2 separate regions of the Sus scrofa genome follow, and region 2 is linked to region 1. A link is a contact called in public Hi-C data. All regions are on one chromosome and are shown on one strand. The core of a region is the stretch at or near the end of the contact, and the rest is flanking DNA. Distances in the headings are between cores, read along the strand shown.

Region 1 (4,008 bases), core at 513-3,012:
CTTTCCCTCTAAGGCCACTGGACACAATCCACATGATGTTGTACTTATTGAGAAGTAAATAAATAAAAAGTGTAGACTTGTTTTCTTGTGAAAAAAAAAAGGGAGAGAGATGCTGAGAGCTGAGAAGGTAAAATTGATAAAACCTGGTGACGGCATAGATGTGGGAGGCAAAAGAGAAGGAAGAGTCAAGTGTTCCATGTTTTCGGCTTTGGGAAACTAAGTTGATTATGGTGCTTCAACCAAGGAGAAACTCAGATAAGAAAAGAAAATTTGAGAGTGATGATGAGTTGTGTACATGCTCAATTTGAAGTACGTACGGAACATTGAAATGCAACAGTTTAGCAGGCAAAAAAACTTGGAAAAGGGGCTTAAGATACACATACACGATGACGATGACACGAGAAAGAAAGAAGAGAGAGAGAGAACAAGAATACAGGTGGGAGCTAAAATTGAGGGTGGACGTGACTGCATAAGAAAGGAATACAGGAGTTCCCGTTGTGGCTCAGCGGTTAACGAACCCAACTAGTATCCATGAGGATGCGGCTTTGATCCCTGGCCTCGCTCAGTGGGTTAAGGATCTGGTATTGCCGTGAGCTGTGGTGTAGATCGCAGATGCTGGTCGGATCTGGTGTTGCTGTGGCTGTGGTGTAGGCCAGCGGCTGCAGCTCTGATTCAACTCCTAGCCTGGGAACCTCCAGAGGCCGCGAGTGCGGCCCTAAAAAGCAAAAAAAAGAAAGAAAGGAAGGAAGAAAGGAAGGAATATAAACGGAACAGAGAGCCAAGGTCAGAATACTGGGAAACATCAACATAAAAGGTGAATTTAAGGACCAAGAAGGCTAGAGGTCAAGTCCTATCACATGAGGCAGAGATTAAAAAAAAAAAAAAAAAAAAAAAAAAAAGACAAGGATTTCAGTATCCACTGGATTTGACAGTTCGGAGATCAGTGGTAAACGTCACCAAAATAATGCCGATAAAATAGAGACTCTAAAAGATAGTAGTGAGTTACAGCAGTGAAAGATGTGAGGAGGAGGAAGAAGTGTTTGGGAAACATGATAACAATTACACTACAGAAACCCTGCACAAGAAAGAAGTGGAAATGCTAAGACTCTCGAGAATCTTGACTAAGAAGAGAAAGGAATGCCTTCAACTTTCTGCCAGAACCACTCCACCTAAAACCAATATCCTTTATTGCTTTTTTTTGGACATGGCATTACAGAGGCTTGATATGGTATCTCAGTTCCCAGACCAGGAATTGAACCTGAGCTGCAGAGATGAAAGTGCTGAGTCCTAACCACTAGATCACCTGAGAACTCCCTCTTTCTTTTTTTTCTATTATCTTCAGTTTCGTTCTCTACTTATCAGACCTTAAACATGCCAAGTTTTCCCATCGGAAAACAGCTCTTCCTGTCCCTCACATCCTCTGGCTCTCACCTAACTCACAACGAATGTTCTTGAGAAAAGTTCTCTCCTCATGACTTCTTTTCTAACGCCCACTCATTCCTCAACCCTCCTCTCTCTGGCTTCAGTCCCCAACTCCACCAAAGATGCTTTTGCCAAAGTTGTTAATGATTTCCTTATTGTGAAATCTGGTGGATGCTCTCCAGGCTGGTATCTTACCTGACCACTCAGTGCCATCTGACATTATTGAGCAGGATCCCCCCTTGAAATGCTTTTTTCTCTTAGTTCCCTTTATGTCACACTCTTCCTACTTTTCTCGCCCTAGCTCTCTGGCAGTACAACTAGACTTGTTGGTATGCACTGCTGGTTGAGTCACCTTGGACAAGTTACTTTCTCCTTGTTTCAGTTTCCTCATCTGCAAAATGAGAGTGACAATAGTATCTCCCTACTTCATCGAGTTACCATGAGGAGTCAATGTTTATTACTTAGAGAAGTTCCTGGGACAAAGTACTTATTAAATGCAAATTACTGGCATTATCAAATACTGTACAGCTGTCATATCTTTTATCTTCTTTCGGGTTTCTTTTTCCTCTGTCTTCTCCTAAAACATAGTGTTTCCTCAGAGTTCTATGCAGATTCTTACCTTACTCTACACATTCACCCTGGGTGATCTCATTCAACTACAGCAGAGGGTCTCAAAGTATGGTCCACAGACCCCAGACCATCCCTGAGATATTCTCTGGGAGCCCATAAAGTCAAAACTATTTTTATAATATTAAGACACTATCTGCTTTTGTTATGGTTTTGACACTTGCAGTGATGGTGCAAAACAATGGTGGGTACACTTATGGCCCCTGAGCACAAATCAGGGCAGTTTTATAGTGATTATTCTCTTCTTCCTTGCTATATCCTCTTAGTTTAAATAATAATAATAATAAAGGAGTTCCCCAGTGGCTCAACAGGTTAAGGATCTGGCCTTGTCACTGCTGTGGCTCGGTTTCCATTCCTGGCGCTGGAATTTCACAGGCCTTGTGGCCAAAAACAAAACAAAACAAAACAAAAGCCAGTTTCTAGTACTAAAGAATGTCCTTGATGAAGCAATATAAATGATTAATTTTATTAAATTCCAACTCTTGATTACATTTTTAAAAAGTATTCTGTGATAAAATGCGAAGTACACAGAAAGTACTTCTACTGCATATACCAAAGGATATGGTTGTGTCAAGGAAATGCACTTGTTTGACTGAGCTGTATGCTAGACTAAATCACTTTTTTCAAAGAACACCATTTTTACCCCAGAGAATGACTGACAAATCATGGTTATTCAGAAACTGGATTATTAAGAAACATTTCTTTAAAATGAAATAAGCCTGTCATTTCAAAAAAACAAACATTCTTGCCATTGATAAAATTCAAGCTTTCACATGAATGCTAGAATTTTAGAGACCTAGGAGTTCCCACTGTGGCTCAGCGGTAACGAACCCAACTAGTATCCATGAGGACGCAGGTTTGATCACTGCCCTCACTCAGTGGGTTAAGGATCCAGCATTGCTGTGAGCTGTGGTGTAGGTTGCAGACACACACAAAAAAGAATTTTAGAGACCTTATATCTGCCTTTGAGCTTGACAATGTCCCAATACTTCTGGAATTTTTTATAAGATAGTTATGATGAGATTAACTGTGTGATTGGTTTTGGCCATGCCCATGCTGCACGCAGAAGCTCCAGAGCCAGGGATTGAACTTGTGCCAGCAGCAACCCAGGGAACTCCTAACTGTATGAATTTAATACTGTATAATGAAATGTACTGACATTTAGGAGATCTGTGTAATTCAGTGAACCAGTATTTTTGTTATTTTAGGGCCTTACCTGCGGCACATGGAAGTTCCTAGGCTAGGGGTCAAATTGGAACTACAACTGCCAGCCTATGCCACAGCCACAGCAATGCTGGGTCTGAGCTGTGTCCATAAGCTACACCACAGCTCATGACAATGCTAAATCCTTAACCCATTGAGCAAGGCCAGGGATCAAACCCGCATCTTTGTGGATACTAGTCGGATCAGTTTCCTCTATGCCACTATGGGAACTCCCTGAGTAAATTCTTAAGAAGACAGGATTTGCTATCTATAAGCAAACATTACATGTTGTATACACTTGGTGTATACATATATATGCCTGCGTGTATGAGGTACTGCATTTCTCAAGGATACCTATACCACCTTGCATGGTCTGTATGTAAGTAATCTTTGTAGACCTTTTTGAGGATGATTTTATTTTTAATTGGCAGATCTGCTCTTAAAACAAAACAGAAACAGACTTAAAAAAAACAAAAAGGGAGTTCCCGTTGTGGCTCAGTGGTTAGTGAATCCGACTAGGAACCATGAGGTTGCGGGTTCGATCCCTGGCCTTGCTCAGTGGGTTAAGCTGTGTGAGCTGTGGTGTAGGCTGCAGACGCGGCTTGGATCCCGCATTGCTGTGGCTCTGGTGTAGGCCGGCAGCAACAGCTCTGATTAGACCCCTAGCCTCGGAACCTCCATATGCTGCAGAAGCGGCTCAAGAAAAGGCAAAAAGACAAAAACAAAACAAAACAAAACAAAAAGAACTTCTATGAC
Region 2 (4,008 bases), core at 1,059-3,558, 170 kb after region 1:
AATTTCCTACCTACAAAACAGGAACAGAGTCACAGACATGGAGAACAGATTTGTGGTTGCCAAGGGGGAGGGGCAGGGAGTGAGATGGACTGGGGGTTTGGGGTTAGTAGATGCAAACTATTATATTTAGAATGGCTGGGCAATGGGGTCCTACTGTATAGCACAGGAAACTATATCCAATCTCTTGGGATAGAACATGATAGAAGATAACATGAGAAAAAGAATGTATATATAAATACATGTATGATTGGATCACTTTGCTGTACAGCAGAAATTGATACATCCTTCTAATTCAACTGTACTTTAGTAAAAAAAAAAAAAAGCTATGGGAGAACAGAGGAGTCAGAGAAGATAGCTCAGAAAGAATGATTTTCTAAAGTGAGATCCAAAAGATGGTAGAAATGAGCAAACCCAGAGGGAAAGAAAGTCTCTCAGTTTGTAATTTTCTTCCCCCCTCTTTTGGGTTGCACCCATGGCATGTGGAAGTTCCTGGGCCAGGGATTGAACCCACACCACACCGGTGACCTGAGCCATAGGACGATACTGGACCCTTAACCCACTGTGCCATCAGGGAATTCCTCTCAGTTTGTGCTTTAATTGCCACAAAGTTAAATAAATATAGTTCCCTCTTTGAGGGAGAAAGACCATGAAGAGATTCTAGGGATTATAAAAAGGGGAGAGGATGACAAATAGTAACAATCATATAGTACCTATTATTACTAATTTAAAGGTCTGAAAAATATTTTTAGTGAAAAATAGCAAAAATCCAATACTTCAATTCACCTACTTCCTATAGTGTTTTAAAATTTTCACTGTTTTCAGCATCTCCTGTTCTGAAAGTTTTTAAACATCTAACTATACAAGTTAGAAGCTCCTAGTACATATCTTGTATTTAACAGCATGTAAAAATGGAAACTCTGGAGTTCCCGTTGTGGCTCAGTGGTAATGACCCGACTAGTACCCAAGAGGATGCAAGTTTGATCCCTGGCCTCGATCAGTAGGTTAAGGATCCAGCACTGCCATGAGCTGCGGTGTAGGTTGCAGATGTGGCTCAGATCCTGCGTGGCTGTGGCTGCGGCTGTGATGCAGGCCTGCATCTACAGCTCCGTTTGACCCCTAGCCTGGGAACCTCCATATGCCGTGGGTGCAGCCCTAAAAAGACAAAAGACAAAAAAAAAAAAAAAAAAAAAAGAAACAGTCCTGGGGAGTTCCCGTCGTGGCGCAGTGGTTAACGAATCCGACTAGGAACCATGAGGTTGTGGGCTCAATCCCTGCCCTTGCTCAGTGGGTTAAGGATCCGGCGTTGCCGTGAGCTGCGGTGTAGGTCACAGACGCAGCTCGGATCCCAAGTTGCTGTGGCTCTGGGGTAGGCTGGTGGCTACAGCTCCAGTTAGACCCCTAGCCTGGGAACCTCCCATGTGCCGCGGGAGCGGCCCAAGAAATGGCAAAAAAAAAAAAAAAAAAAAAAAGTCCTGGCAAAGCACAATAAAAGGGTTGCCAGATTAAATATGGTGCCTAGTTAAATATGAACTTTAGATAAACAATGAATAATTTTTTTAGTATAAAATTACATGTACCATACTTGTACTAAATCACTTGCCTTTTATTTGAAATTAAAATTTAACTAGGTGTCCTATATTTTTATTTGCTAATTCTGGCAACCTTAACAATGGATAACAAATTCCAAAGGAAAGTGCTGGACTAGGATTTACAAAGTTATTGACTCAATCTTCTTACTCACTCTGAGAGTACAAAATGGTCAAGGAAAAGAGGATTTTGAGTGTGCTTCTACCCTTCCTTCACTCTAAGAACTTAACACAAGCCTTTAGTTTGGAGGCCCAATAGACAGGGGCCTGATTCTACACCTAAAAACAAACTAAAAAACAAACAAAAAACAAACACAAAAAAATTAAGGCAGATGATTAATTGGCTACCTGCTCTAGTGACAGAAGCAAAGAAAAAGCTGCTGCTACATTGGGATAAGCCTTCAGCCTTAGAGTTTATCTGGACAAAGAAGGCTCAAGTGTTTCCTAGAGATTAGATGAAGGCCACACATACACATATACCCAAGAGAGCTAGCATAGGGCTGTCATGAATTCTGTGCAGAAGAGCTGCCCAAATATGCAAACATACCTCGGCAGAGAGAAGTTGGAGGTATCACAAATGCAAACAACTAGTTGGATTAGAAATGTATCTGCCACGATCAAGAAATCTGCAGATGAGGACTTCCCATCGTGGCTCTGTGGAAAGGAATCCAACTAGTGTTCATGAGGAAGCGGGTCTGATCCCTGACCTTGCTCAGTGGGTTAAAGATCCAGTGTTACCGTGACCTGTGGTGTAGGTCACAAACCTGGCTAAGATCCCGCGTTGCTGTAGCTATGGTGTAGGCCATCAGCTGTAGCTCTGATTTGCCCCATTACCTGAGAACTTCCATATGCGGAGGGTATGGCCCTAAAGAAAAAAGCAAAAAAAAAAAAAAAAATCTGCAGATGAGTGATCTCCAGAGATGATGACTGCCAGCTCACCAAGTACCCCGTGAAAGAGTTAGCTCTAAAAATCTGTCGCATTCAGGAGTCAATGATGTTAGAAGATGCAACGGTAGGGAGTTCCCGTCGTGGCGCAGTGGTTAACGAATCCGACTAGGAACCATGAGGTTTAGGGTTCGGTCCCTGCCCTTGCTCAGTGGGTTAACGATCCGGCGTTGCCGTGAGCTGTGGTATAGGTTGCAGACGCGGCTCGGATCCCGCGTTGCTGTGGCTCTGGCGTAGGCTGGTGGCTACAGCTCCGATTCAACCCCTAGCCTGGGAACCTCCATATGCCGCGGGAGCGGCCCAAGAAATAGCAACAACAACAACAACAAAAAGACAAAAAGACAAAAAAAAAAAAAAAAAAAAAAAAAAGATGCAACGGTAGTAGTCAATGAGAACTTGCTCTTTCTCTTCCCTCTCCTTTTTCAGAGCTCTACCCATAAGAGGTCCAATACTAACAAGCTGGAAAAGTAGGAACAAAAGAAAGCCAGGGAGTTCCCACTGTGGCCCAGTGGAAAACAAATCTGACTAGTATTCATGACAATGAGGGTTTGATCCCTGGCCTCCCTCAGTGAGTTGGGGATCCAGTGTTTCAGTGAGCTGTGGTGTAGGTCACAGACAGGTTGCTGTGGCTGAGGCATAGGCCAGCAGCAGTAGCTCCAGTCTGACCCCTAGCCTGGGAACTATATGCCATGGGTGCGACCCTAAAAAGACAAAAAATAAAAAATAAAAAAAAAATTAAGCCATAAAAGAAGCTGTTCATGTCCTGCTTCCTGCGTCCCTGACTGTAAGTTACAATAATCTAAGCTGAAAGAGAGGAGAACTTGAAAACAAAATTAAGGCTTTATTTTACATGGTACTGGACATTTTAATTACTGACCAGATAAATTTATATTACTAAACTTATATTAATAAAAAGCTTAAATTACTAAACTTTATATTACTAAAGTTACCGTAAATGTTATGGAACCATCTAAGTTTCGTCTAAAGGCAGGGTAAGAATTAGCCCTACTGCGTAACTGTAAATGGATGTACAGTCACTTTGGAAAATAGCTTAGCCATTTCTTATAAAGTAAACATACACTTATCGTACAAACCAGCAATCCTATTCCTGGGTACTTTTCTAAGAGTAATGAAAATTTACCTTTACTCTCCAAACCTGTATATGAATTTTAATGGCAGTTTTATTTATAATTGCCAAAAATTGGAAACACCTCAAATGTCTGTCCCTGACCTGGTGAATGAGTAAAACAAATATAGTACAGCCATACGATAGAATAATACTAGTCAGTAAGTAATAAGAAATGAATTACTGATACACACAACGCGGCATGGGTGAATCTCACATGAATTATGCCAAGTGGAAAAAGCCATATTCAGAAGTTACATACTAGGAGTTCCCATTGTGGCTCAGCAGATTCTGAACCCAGCTACTATCCATGAGGATGCAGGTTCAATGCCTGGCCTCACTCTTCAATCC

What was found. A called contact is a pair of places that touch in the nucleus more often than the background predicts.
Region 2: a Hi-C map of liver shows a contact between it and region 1, with 2.3 times the contacts expected there. The contact joins two enhancer-like sites. A contact is called at or near these places in 3 of 47 Hi-C or Micro-C datasets (embryonic fibroblasts and liver) and 1 of 2 datasets of contacts at active chromatin or transcription factors (alveolar macrophages).

What each region holds. Positions count from the first base shown.
Region 1 is chr5:16,056,764-16,060,771 of Sscrofa11.1, forward strand. All of the region lies in intron 1 of CERS5 (ceramide synthase 5), which reads right to left. Among named protein-coding and RNA genes, the nearest start is that of CERS5, 11 kb to the right of the region's middle. Within about 2 kb of position 1,763, at least 5 of the 83 cell types and tissues checked have an H3K27ac peak or open chromatin away from gene starts, as enhancers often do. A contact at or near this core is called in liver, where this site is marked.
Region 2 is chr5:16,227,408-16,231,415 of Sscrofa11.1, forward strand. All of the region lies in intron 2 of LARP4 (la-related protein 4), which reads left to right. Among named protein-coding and RNA genes, the nearest start is that of FAM186A, 51 kb to the right of the region's middle. Within about 2 kb of position 2,309, at least 6 of the 83 cell types and tissues checked have an H3K27ac peak or open chromatin away from gene starts, as enhancers often do. A contact at or near this core is called in liver, where this site is marked.